Regions from separate parts of the Sus scrofa genome. Here region 2 is linked to region 1. A link is a contact called in public Hi-C data. All regions are on one chromosome and are shown on one strand. The core of a region is the stretch at or near the end of the contact, and the rest is flanking DNA. Distances in the headings are between cores, read along the strand shown.

What was found. Hi-C and Micro-C count contacts between places; a contact is called where the count stands out from the background.
Region 2: a Hi-C map of skeletal muscle shows a contact between it and region 1, with 3 times the contacts expected there. The contact joins the promoter of ZNF614 here to the promoter of LOC100737585 in region 1. A contact is called at or near these places in 1 of 5 promoter capture datasets (liver), 4 of 47 Hi-C or Micro-C datasets (liver and skeletal muscle) and 1 of 2 datasets of contacts at active chromatin or transcription factors (alveolar macrophages).

What each region holds. Positions count from the first base shown.
Region 1 is chr6:58,052,046-58,059,028 of Sscrofa11.1, forward strand. LOC100737585 reads right to left here and starts at 1,511. Exons shown (of 14, transcript XM_013998720.2): 1 at 1,364-1,511; 2 at 1,082-1,280. ZNF615 (zinc finger protein 615) reads right to left here. Exons shown (of 7, transcript XM_005653321.3): 7 at 5,464-6,983. The coding sequence ends at 6,856.
Region 2 is chr6:58,131,966-58,138,296 of Sscrofa11.1, forward strand. ZNF614 (zinc finger protein 614) reads right to left here and starts at 2,978. Exons shown (of 3, transcript XM_021097260.1): 1 at 2,592-2,978. It overlaps ZNF432 (zinc finger protein 432), which reads right to left. Exons shown (of 5, transcript XM_021094922.1): 5 at 5,239-6,331.

The DNA.
Region 1 (6,983 bases), core at 261-2,760:
TTCTCAGATGTGGCTCGGATCTGACATTGCTGTGACTGTGGTGTAGACAGACAGTTGCAGCTCTGACTGGATCTCTGGCCTGGGAACTTCCATATGCCACAGGTGCAGGCCTTTAAAAAAGCAAAAAAATAAAAATAAAAAAGCAAAAAAGGGAGGGGGGAGAGATAATGGTACCAGTATTATATGAAAAACAAAACAAAAAATAAATGAATAAAATGAAAATTCTGTCAGTAAAGAAGAAAGTGTGAGGAGTTCCCGTCGTGGCGCAGTGGTTAACGAATCCGACTAGGAACCATGAGGTTGCGGGTTCAATCCCTGGCCTTGCTCAGTGAGTTAAAGATCCGGCGTTGCCGTGAGCTGTGGTGTAGGTCGCAGACGCGGCTTGGATCCCGCGTTGCTGTGGCTCTGGCATAGGCCAGTGGCTATGGCTCCGATTAGACCCCTAGCCTAGGAACCTCCATATGCCGCTGGAGCGGCCCTAGAAAAAGCAAAAAGACCAAAAAAAAAAAAAAAAAAAAAGAAGAAGAAGAAAGCGCGAATGTACATCGGGCAAATAAGCAACACTATTCATTGCTATGAGGGCAGGTGTTGGCAAGCATTTTCTGCAAAAGGATAGACAGTATACGTTTCTACTATGAAGGTTGAAATCTGTCCTGAGAACTCAATTCTACCTTTGCAGGGCGAAAGCAGCCAAAGAGAAACACAACGGATGGGCGTGGCTGGATTAGTCCCTGGGTCAGCAGTTACTTAAGCCCCGAACACAAGGCTAAAAACCAGGCAGTTTCAAACTGCTGCTCCCAGAATACCGCCTTGGTACCCAGCGGTCGAGGTTGGAACCTCAACCCAACTAACAGCCAGGAATCCTAGGCGCCCAAACCTAGCAAGTTTCTCTGTACGACAGACACGGACTACACACTCCCTTGTTAATCCGAAATCTGGACCAGACACCCATTAGATGACCATCCAAGGAAGCACCAATAACACCGAACCCCATATTAATTCTCGAACCTCAACCAAAACCTGTGTTCATCATAAATACGACCTGCACCCTTAACAAAGTGATTTGCAAAGACCCCCATACCCTGCTGATCCGGACTTGGTTGCTGATCTCCACAAATTCTTAATCGTTCTAAAGACCACCCTCCGCAAGGTACTCCAACCACAGACAGACGGGTCCCGGTTACTCTCAAATACTTCTACTTTGGTGATTCTCACCAGACTCGGCAATTGTTCCGTTAAGTCCACATTACACGGCGTCCACCCTATGCGTTGACATCACCCTGTAAGAGACAAACCTTCTATGGGTCAAAACACACACACACACACACACACAAAACTTCAAGGGACAAATGCACACACTGACCGGATTTTCTCCAGCCAGCAAGAGGAGTCTAAACCTAACACCTTCCAAGAACCGCTTCTACTTGGCTGTCGCACACATTTTCCGTCCACCTACGGCGGCTGAATTGGGTCTGAGACGTTTGTGGAAACGCGGAAGAACGGGTTTCCGGTAGTTCCTAGAAAGGCAATATGTCTGCGCCCGGTCGCCGGGGCGCCAGTGGGCGGCCACGTTGGGACACTTTACGTACAAAAGGCCGAGGGTGCGGGCTTCCGGGAGGGAACCTGGGGTGGCTGGGAAAGTGAGAAGCCGCTGAATTTAATCTCATTTTTTGCCACGTCCACACTTTAGGAAATGAGCCGATTTTCAGAAACGCGAGGTTTCTAAAGAAAGTATGGAGCTACTTAAACTTCGCCTTGGGGACTGAGCAGTAAAGGAATATCCCGGTGGCCTTTATTTTATACTTTATATTGGGGTCGGGTTTAGAAACTGACAAAGAGTTAAACTGCTGGTGTAGCAGCAGAAAATGAACTCTGGAAAAAGAAAAGGTAATCGGACATCCGCAGAAAGATTTGGAGGTAAATTTCTTGCAGGAAGCAGCTTTTTTTTTTTTTTTTTTTTTTTTTTTTTCTATTTCTTGGGCCTCTCCCGCGGCATATGGAGGTTCCCAGGCTATGGGTCTAATCGGAGCTGTAGCCACCGGCCTACGCCAGAGCCACAGCAACGTGGGATCCGAGCCGCGTCTGCAACCTACACCGCAGCTCACGGCAACGCCGGATCGTTTAACCCACTGAGCAAGGGCAGGGACCGAACCCGCAACCTCATGGTTCCTAGTCGGATTCGTTAACCACTGCGCCACGACGGGAACTCCAGGAAGCAGCTTTTAAGGCCCGAATAAGATTTTTTTTAAAAACTGGCAGTGTGAAACAGGTGATGACATTCTAGAGGAAAAGAGAGAGCTGAGACAAGCCTAAATTTTGACTGGGATTGGGACCTCGGGGAAGTACAGTCATCACTAATAATCAGAGAATTGCAAATCAAACCTGCAATGAAAGACCGCCTCACAAAGTCAGAATGACCATCTTATAAAGTCTACAAATAACATAGGCTGGAGGGCGTGTGGAGAAAGGCAACAGTTCCTATGTGTTGATGGGAATGTACAATGGTGCAGCCACTATGGACAACAGAATGTAAGTTCCTCAAAAAACTAAAAATAGTAACTCCTGCTATGGCGAGTGGGTGAAGAATGTAATTGCACCCTGCCTGCTGCAGAGGTGCAGGTTAGACCCCAAGCCCAGCGCAGTGGGTTAAAGGATCCCACATGGTTGCAGCTGCCACTTGGATGCAACCTCTGGCCCCAGAACTTCCATAGGCTGTGGGTACCATTAAAAAAACAAACAGGATTTCCCTTTGTGGCTCAAATCCAACTAGTCTCTATGAGGATCCGGCATTGCCATGAGCTGTGGCGCAAGTCAAAGACATGGCTGGGATCTGGCGTTGCTGTGGCTGTGGCCAACAGCTGTAGTTCCAGTTTGACACCTAGCCTAGGAAACAAACACCTAAAAAGAGTTGCCATGTCATCCAGCATTTCCACTCCTAGGCATATACCCAAGATGAGACATCAAGGGATAACATTAGATTATACCTATGTTTTACAGTTATGCTGAGATATAATTGGCGAAGAATATACTACCTATTTTTTTTCCTATTTTAAATAAACTTTTATTTTGGGAAAATTTTAGATTTACATTGAAAGTCACAAAGTACTATTAAGAGTGCATATATACCTTGATTTGACTTCCTATCATGTGAATATTTTATATAACCATGGTATTTTGGCAAGTTGAGAAAATAACATTAGTATAACAACTAAATAGCAGATTCATTGGATTCAGTTAATTTGCTAGAGTGGCTCACAGAACTCAAGAAAACGCTTGTTTACCAGTTCATTAAAAAATATGAATAAAGCATAGAGATGAACAGCCTGGTGAAGAGATACACACAGTGAGATGTAGGAGAGGCCTAAGCACAGGAGCTTCTGTCCCCATGGAGATGGGGGGGTGTGATTCTCCTAGTACTGGAATGTGTTCACCCATCAGGAACCTCTCCAAAGCCACTACTATTGGGATTTTATGGAGCATTTCTCATGCGATGCATGTTTAGTTAGTAACTCCATTCCTAGCCCTTCTCCCGTCTAGAGGATGGAGCGTGGGGTGAAAAATTGCAAGCTTCTCAACGTTGCTTGGTCGGTTTGGTGACCAACCCCCATCCAGGAGGCCACCCAGAGTCGCGAGCATAGAACGAGAGATACTCCTAGTGCTTTTATCATGGAGGAATTACAAGGGTTTCAAGAGATCTGTTCCAGGAACTGGGGGCAAAGACCAATATATATTTTCTATTATTTCACAAGGTCAAATAGTCAACCTCCAAAGGGGAAATGGTAACCAATTCTATTTTTCTATGTGTATATATATACATAGTCTTTTGTCTTTTTAGGGCCGAACCCGCAGCATATGGAGGTTCCCAGGCTAGGGGTCTAATTGGAGCTCTTGCCACCAGCCTACTCCAGAGCCACAGCAATGCCAAATCTGAGCTGTGTCCACAACCTACACCAAAGCTCACGGCAATGCTGGATTCTTAACCCAGAGCCAGGCCAGGGATTGAACCCACAACCTCATGGTTCCTAGTCGAATCTGTCTCCACTGCGCCACCACGGGAACTCCCTATTTTTCTAATATTTTATAAATGACAAAATTATAGGAGTTCCCTAGTGGCCTTGCAGTTAAGGATCTGGTGTCTGCTGTGGCATAGGTTTGATCCCTGGAGAGGGAACTTCTGCATGCCAAGGCTTGGGACAAAAAGAAAAGAAAACTACAGACAAAAAAAAAAATCTGTAAGACACCAATCAGAATGACTCTCATTAATAAGCCTACAAATAACATAAGCTGGAGGGGGTATGGAGAAAAGAGAACCTTCCTACACTGTGGGTGGGGATGTAAATTGGTACAACCACTATGGCAAACAGTATAGAGGGACCTCAGAAAACTAAATCTAGACCTACCGTGTGATCCAGCAATCCCACTCCTGGGCATATATCCAGACAAAACTTTCATTCAAAAAGATATATGCACCCCTATGTTCACTGCAGCACTATTCACAATAGCCAAGACATGGAGACAACCTAAATGTCCATTGACAGATGAATGGATTAAGATGTAGTACATATACACAATGGAATACTACTCAGCCACAAAAAAGAACAAAATAATGCCATTTGCAGCAACATGGATGCAACTGGAGATTCTCATACTAATGAAGTCAGAAAGAGAAAGACAAATACATGATATCTCTTGTATGTGGAATCTAAAATATAGCACAAATGAACCTATCTACAGAAAAGAAACAAACTCATGGACATAGAGAATGGACTTGTGTTGCCAAGGGGGAGGAGGAAGGAGTGGGAGGGACTGGAAGTTTGGGGTTAATAGATGCAAACTATTGCAATTGGAGTGGATAAGCAAAGAGCTCCTATTATATGGCACAGAAAACTATTTACAATCACTTGTGATAGAACATGATGGAATATGAAAATATATATACACATATGTGTGTGTGTGTACTCGCAACTGGGTCACTTTGCTGTACAGCAGAAATTGACAGAACACTAAATCAACTATAATAAAAAAATTTAAAATATAATAGGGAGTTCCCATCATGGCTCCATGGTAACAAACCCAACTAGTATCCATAAGAAGGTAGGTTCAATCCTTGGCCTTGCTAAGTGGGTTAAGGATCTGGTGTTGCTGTGAGCTGTGATGTAGGCCAGCAGATACAGCTCCAATTCAATCCCTAGCCTGGGAACTTCCATATGCCATGGGTGTGGCCCTAAAAAGACAAATAAAATAATGTAAAATAAAATAAAGAAAAAAAAGATCTGTGATGCTATGGTTTAGTGTTGGGAAAAGACTGGGACTAAGAGGAGGCAGCATGGGGGAGTCTGTGTTGACAAAGCATCCTTAATTTTTACTGTGTGCTGGTTACAGGAACCTACATATGTGATGAAGTGCCTTAAGGCTGTATATAACAACTGAAGAAAACCAAGTACATCCAAATAAACTCAGTAGTTGAGAGCATTGTAACAATTTTATTTTCCTCTATTTGATTAACTGTGGTTATGTAAGGTTTTACCTTTAGGAGTAGTCAGCTGAATGGCATTTAGGAACTCTTGGCAGTATTTCTTACTTCAAAGTAGTAGGAACTCCCTGGTTGCTCAGCAGGTTAAGGATCTGGCATTGCCACTGCAGTTTCTCAGGTCACTGCTGTGGTGAGGGTTCAATCCCTGGCCAGGGAACTTCCACGTGTCACGGGCAAGGTCAAAAAAAATTTTTTTTATCCATCATGAAAGTAACTGCCACTATTTAAAACTTAGATCAGGAGTTCCTGTAGTGGCTCAGTGGTTAACAAATCCGACTAGGAACCATGAGGTTGAGAGTTCAATCCCTGGCCTCGCTCAGTGGGTTAAGGATCCCATGTTGCTGTGGCTGTAGTGTAGGCCAGCAGCTATAGCTCCAACTGGACCCCTAGCCTGGGAACCTCCATATGCCACAGGTGCGGCCCTGGAAAAAAGACAAAAAAAAAACTTAGATCAATGACAAGAAAACTAGAAAGATGGCTGGAGGTCTCCTGTTCCCAGCTGCTTGTGAGGTGTAGCATTCTTAAGTTTAGACTTGTGAACAGAATGCTCTCACCCATCACTAACCCAAGGCCTCTTTCCTTCATTAACTTGTCTGACAATTTGTTAATATCCACTATATAGAATGTGTTCCTAAGTTATTTATGTATGGATTTCCTGGCAAATCATGAGGCAACATATATTACTGCAAACACTGCCATACTCATCACCATAGAAAAGCATTTCTATCTTTTTAAAAATTTATTTATTTTTTATGGCCGTACCTGTGGCATGTGGAAGTTCCTGGGCCAAGGGTTGAATCCAAGCCACAGCTATGACCTACAGCATAGCTGCAGCAATGCCAGATCCTTTAACCCACTGCACTGGGCTGGGGATCAAACCTACGCTCCCACAACAACTCAAGCCACTACAGTCAGATTCTTAACCCACTGTACCACAGTGGGAGCTCCAAGAAAGTATTTCTCTTGTGTTAACTGAAATCTGTGGAGTTACTTGTGAATAAAGGCTTTCCCACAATTATATTAATACCAATAAGGAATTTCATTTGCTCATGATAGATGATGAACATAATGATAGGGTCTATTCCCACTGAAGGTTTTCCTAGTCTTTCACATATCTAGGCTTAATACACACTTTTTAGGCATAAAAATGTCCTAAAATATTTTCAAGGCTGACTATATCTGAGTCTATCTCTGTCAACATAAAATGTGAAGTAATTGATCACTAAATATCAAATTCTGTGCATTGTAATTCTTCATTGCATGCAATTATCTTAAGTACAACTGGCAACAGGCTTTGGAAAATAACTCACTTTGGAAAGTGACTACCTGTGAATTCTTTTATGTTTAATGAGTATTGACAAGTGGGCTAAAGCTTTCCCACATTCACTGCATCCATAGAGCCTCTCTCCTGTATGTTTTCTTTGATGAACATTGAGCCCTGACTTTGTGC
Region 2 (6,331 bases), core at 1,728-4,227, 81 kb after region 1:
ACAGAATTGAGAATTAAGAAACAAATTCAAGTATAGTCAGCTGATTTTCAACAAAAGGTGCAAGACAAAGCAATGAGGGAAAGAATGGTTTTTCCAAGAAATATACTGGAACAGCTACCTCACACCATACATTTAAAAAATTAAATTAGAAAGTTCCCATTGTGGCTCAGCAGTAACAAACCAACTAGTATCCATGAGGACCCAGGTTCGATCCCTGGCCTTGCTCAGTGGGTTAAAGGATCCGGCGTTACTGTGAGCAGTGGTGTATGTCACAGAGTCAGATCTGGCGTTGCTGTGGGTGTGGCGTAGCCTGATGGCTATAGCTCCAATTCGACCCCTGGCCTGGGAACTTCCATATGCTGCAGGTGCAGCCCAAAGAAAAAAAATGAAATAAAAAAATTAAATTAAAATAGATAATACATTTAAATATAATAGCCAAAAATACAAACTATATCAAGAAATTAGGTAGGGAGTTCCCGTTGTGGCGCAGTGGTTAGCGAATCCGACTAGGAACCATGAGGTTGCGGGTTCGGTCCCTGCCCTTGCTCAGTGGGTTAACAATCCGGCGTTGCCGTGAGCTGTGGTGTAGGTTGCAGACGCGGCTCGGATCCCACGTTGCTGTGGCTCTGGCGTAGGCTGGTGGCTACAGCTCCGATTGGACCCCTAGCCTGGGAACCTCCATATGCTGGGGGAGTGGCCCAAGAAATAGCAACAACAACAACAAAAAAAAAGACAAAAGACAAAAGACAAAAAAAAAAAAAAAAAAGAAATTAGGTAGAAAAGCCATAGGCTAGGAAAAAATATTTGCAAAAGGCACATCTGATAAAGGACTATTATCCTGAATATACAAAGACCTCTTAAAAACTTAACAGTAAAGGAGTTCTCCTCATGGTGCAGTGGTTAATGAATCCGACTAGGAACCATGAGGCTGCGGGTTCAATCCCTGGCCTTGTTCAGTGGGTTAAGGATCTGGCTTTGGTGGTGTAGGTCACAAACATGGCTTGGATCCCTCATTGCTGTGGCTGTGGTGTTGGCTGGTGGCTACAGCTCCGATTCGACCCCTAGCCTGGGAAACTCCATATGCCGCGGGTGTGGCCCTAGAAAAGACAAAAAAAAAAAAAAAAAAACCCTTAACAATAAGAAAATACCACCTGGAGTTTCCACTGTGGTGCACTGGGTTAAGAATCTGATGGCAACAGCTTGGGTCTCTGCAGAGGCACAGGTTCAATCCCTAGCTCAGGAACTTCCATATGCGGTGGGTGTGGCCATTAAAAAAAATTAAGGAAAAAAAAAAAACACACACAACCCAATTGAAAAATGACCAAAAGACCTGAACTGACACCTTACCAAGGAAGATACATGGAAAGCAAGTAAGCATGTGAAAAGATGTTTCACATCATACGTAATAAGGGAATTACAAATTAGAACAATGAGATACCACTGCCCATCTATTAGAATAGCCAAAACTCAAAAACGGAAACACCGAATGCTGCAGAGGATATGAAGCAATAGGCCCTCTAACATATTGCCGATGGCAAAACGGTACAGCCACTTTGGAAGACAGTTCAGCAGTTTCTTACAGAGCTGTTTGTTGGAGACCACGGAACTGCTGAACTCTGCAGAAGGCAAACTTGGCGCACATGCAAAAGCACAGCAAGCTAAGGACTGCTGACGCAGAGTTCTCAGGTACAGGGTCTCCTTCAAACGCAAGATAAGGGAGTCATACATGAACCAGGAGCAGCTGCACGATGCCCTGGAGGGATGCACCTGTCACTAGCTGCTAGTCGTTTCCTCTGTTATTCACTCAGAGATGGCTTTGTCATTGCCTGCACCTGATTTTGCTCAGGAACCTACGTCACCTTCCCTAATACAAGTCATGAGGACTAAAGCCTAGGCGCCTCTGTTCTGTGGAACGGAGGGCCTCCTGGTCCCCCACTTTCTTTCTGTAAAAGAGTCTCGTGTGTTTTGTTAGACCCCACAGTCCAGGATTTCCCCGTTGCCCTGCAGCGCTGAACGCGGCAGTGTGAGAGAGAAAAAAAATTTTTAGTCAAGTCCTTGAGGGCAGACTTGAAGGAGAGAATTGTATTTGAATGAACTGGAGAAATGCAGCCCTCAAGCCTGTTTCCCCGCATTCAAAGTCTGATCCTAAGCCAGCCTACAGATTCTCCAGGGGGCCCTGAACCTCCCCAAATAGTGAGCGCGCCAGGCACAAGTCTCTTGACTGAGTCCTATATTAAATGCCACATTAAACTCCAGACATGCCCAAGAAACCAACAAGGACATCCCGCTAACCCGGACTTCAACAGAGTCCCACGTTACATCTGGAACCCAGACCAGACACCGCGTTCAAACTTTCCACCGCTTTTTCAACCACTGAGTCTCTTAAGCAGAGTGATCCAAGTAGACCTCAAATAGTGCCAATCGGACTCTCGGCCGACGATTTCTTCAGACTCTTAATCACTGATTACTAAAGGCTCCATCACAAACGCTCAGGGGCTGAATCTAAATAAAATCCAAACTACGGTCTTTTACACACGCTCAGCTTCATAGAACCCCACAGACCACGAATCCAAGCCCAGAATCCAACTCACCTAATCTCAACCTCTTCAGGTACCACTGGGAGCGACGAAAGGCTGAGCCCACGACCAGAAAACCACTTTCTGTCCGGACGCCCTCCTTTGCGGTCCCTAGAGACGCTGACCACCTGGGACCGGGGAATCCCACGAGAACCTTGGCGCGTTGCCGGGGTTTCCGAGTTCCAACTGCGGGCTCCGCTCTGTGACGTAACACGGCCCCGCCCACATTGACGTTTGGATGGGCGGGGCCATCACGGCTGTGGGGAGAAATCGTTCCTGACCGCCTCAAAGCTTTCACCTCCTGGTTGCGAGGGACAGTCAGCAGTGATGTACTAAATGTAAGATTTCGGAGGCAGATGCCTCTCCAAGGCCAACATGGCTCGTTCAGCCTGCTGGGGAACCAAGAAAGATGGCGACGCCCTTTGTGTACTTCAGATCGGAAGCGCTATGGAGTACCATGGGCGCGGCCATCTTGGAACAAGACTCATGTCTGTACGGCAGAAAAGGGCTCAGATCCTAGGAGACCTGGAAAGATTTTAAAAGGTAGAAGCCGAGACATCACTGGAAAGGCAGCGGCCGCAGAGTTGATAAAAGCAGTGGTCACTAAAAATCTTAGGTTTGGGGAGAGAGCAGTTGTGTGTGGAGTGGGTAAGGTCTTTGGGAAGGAAGCAAGACAGCCACTGAAGAGGTGAAGGCTGAGTTCCTGTTGTGGCTCAGCAGGTTAAGGATCTGGTATCACTGCTGTGGCTCAGGTCGCTGCTGTGGCGCAGGTTCGATCCCTGGCCTGGGAACTTCCGCAGGCCACATGGGTGTAGCAAAAAAAAAAAAAAAAAAAAAAAAAAAAGAAGAAGAAGAAAAAAGAAAAGGCGAAGCCCAGGCAGAGTTGGATAAAAATGCTAATACCCACATGGGAGTGGATACAGAGCAACCTCTAGTGGGCAGGGTGATGAAGTGAAGGTGCAAGTGTATGTCTGGGTTTCCTTCCAAAAATAAATGAAGCTCCTCCATTACAGCCCATATACTAGGCTTAAAATTTCTCCATAGCATTTTTCAGAACTGACATTCTCCTGTTTTACTCAGGAGGCTTCACGAGACTTTACGTTCCATGAAGCCCATGACTTTGCTTGTTTGTTCACTGAAGTCTCTCCAGAGACAAAAGCAGAGCCTGGCAAAATAATGCTCAAAAAACATTTTATTTTTTTTTTTTTTAAGAGCTGAACATCGGCATATGGAAGTTCCCAGGCTAGGGGTCGAATCCGAGATGCATATGAGGGCTAACCCACAAACACAGCAACACTGGATCCGAGCTGCATCCAGCTGGATCCAAAACATTTTTAGGAGTTCCCATTGTGGTGCAGCGGAAACAAATCCAACTAGGAACCATGAGGTTTGATCCCTGGCCTTGTTCAATGGGTTAAGGATCTGGCATTGCTGTGGCTGTGGTGTAGGCTGGTGGCTACAACTCTTATTAGACCCCTAGCCTGTGAACCGCCATATGCCGAGGGTGAGACCCTAAAAAGACAAAAGACAAAAATAAAAAATAAAATAAAAACATTTTTTAAAGGAATGAATTACTCAGCACAGAGCTGGGGATTGAATAGTGCCACAACACTATATGGGATTTTTTTTTTTTTTTTTTTTTTTTTTTTTGCTAAAAGCAGAACTCACCACTTTAAACTGGATTAAATATTAAAATATGCTCCCTTTTTTTGGCTGTGCCCCTGGCATGCAGATATGCCTAGGCCAGGGATCAACCCATTCTACAGCAGTGACCCAAGCCACAGCAGTGATGATGCCAGATCCTTACCTATCCGGCCACCAGGGAACTCTTAAATATCTTTATTATGTCAAAGGATGTCAAAGGAAATAATTCTGGATAGAGACGAAAGGAAGAACTCCACTGATAATAAAACCTAGAATTTGTTGCCAGCAGAACTACTCAAAGAGATCTGATAAAAGTTCTAAAAAGGCAAAAACAGAAACATATGTGACATCAGGGATGAAGAAAAAGGCATGGGGAGGGTAAATATATCAAATATAATAGCCTAGTCTCCTTTTGAGTTTTTATAATTATGCCTGATGGCTGGAAGTAACATGATATGCTTCTCAATGTATGTAGAAGTGCTGAGTATCATTTGCTGTTAGGGAAATGTCAGTTAAGGCCATCCTTACATACTACCACACACCTGATAGGATGGCTGGAATCCAATATGACAGTGCCACGGGTTCCTGTTGTGGTTCCTGTTGTGGCTCAGTGGGTTAAGGACCTGATGTTGTCCCCGTGAGGATGCGGGTTTGATCCCTGGCCTCACTCAGTGGGTTAAGGATCTGGCTTTGCTACAGGTTGCAGATACGGTGTGGATCTGGTGTTGCCGTGGCTGTGATGTCGGCTTCCGACTGCAGCTCTGATTGACCCCTATACCAGGAACTTCTATAAGCTGCAGATGCAGCTGTAAAATATATATAATAGTGCCATATATATATATATATATATATATATATATATGATAGTGCCAAGTGCTAAAAAAGACAGGGAGCAGCTGGTGCATTCATACACTGCTGATGGGAATGTAAATTAGTACAGTCACTGGAAAAGTTTGGCCATTTCTTATAAAGCTAGACACAAACATGGGTATTTATCTCAAAGAAACAAATACTTATGTTCACATAAAACTGGGTCCACAAATCTTCAAAGATTTTTATTTTTTACAGTGAAACACTGGAAACCACCTAAACATCTGTCAACAGTGAACAAATAAACCATGTACCTCCATACAGAAGAATATTATTTGGCAACAAAAAGTAAAACTATACACCCAACAAACTGGATGAATCTTAAGGGCAATTTGCTAAGTGAGATAAATCTGACCCCAAAGGTTACACACTGTATGATTCCATTTTAATAGAATTCTTGAAATAACAGAGTGATGGAGTTCTGAGGAGTGTTCACCACAGGTCATGGCCAGAGAGAGTGTGATTATAAAGGAGCAGCAGGAGGATGTTTCTTTGTATTGGCACAATTCTGCATCCCCACTGTAGGGGGTTTACATAAATTTGTATATGTGATAAAATTTCTTAGAACTCTATTAAAAAACAAAACAAAACCTACACAAATTACTGCATGCAAAAACTACTGAAATCCAAATAAGGTCTATAGTTTACTCAGCAGTGTTGTACTAATGTCATTTTATTGGTTATGATGTACTTTGGTTATGTAAGATAATATCACTGAAGGAGCTGAATAATGGTACCTGGGAACTTCGTATATTTTGTAATTTCTTGTGAGTCAAACTATTTCAAAGTTTAAAAACAAATTTTAGAAGAATCATTTTAATAAAGTGTTTTTGTAAACTACTACTGCTACTTATAAACTTGGATAAATACATCCCAATATGTTTAATTATATCTATGAACATATTCCTTTTTCTTTTGGAGTATGTAATAGACTAAAAGAGATGAATTTAGAGCCTAAGAAATGCAAGAGCAAATCATATAATGGTTAGAGCTGGGCACAGAACATTCCTGCATCATTTATAACATTAAAATTTAACCAGTATTGAGAATAGCCTACTTTAAGATTATGGAATCATTAAGAGTATGGTTCAAAGTATCTTGTCCCAAAATGAACAAAGGTGTATAAGGTTAGACTTGTAATAGCTTAAGTATATGTCATTTTCACGAGGCTCCTTTCCTTCGGAATTCTGATAATTTGCTAAAGTTACTCTATGCTTAGTGTATTTGTAAGTTTTATTTCT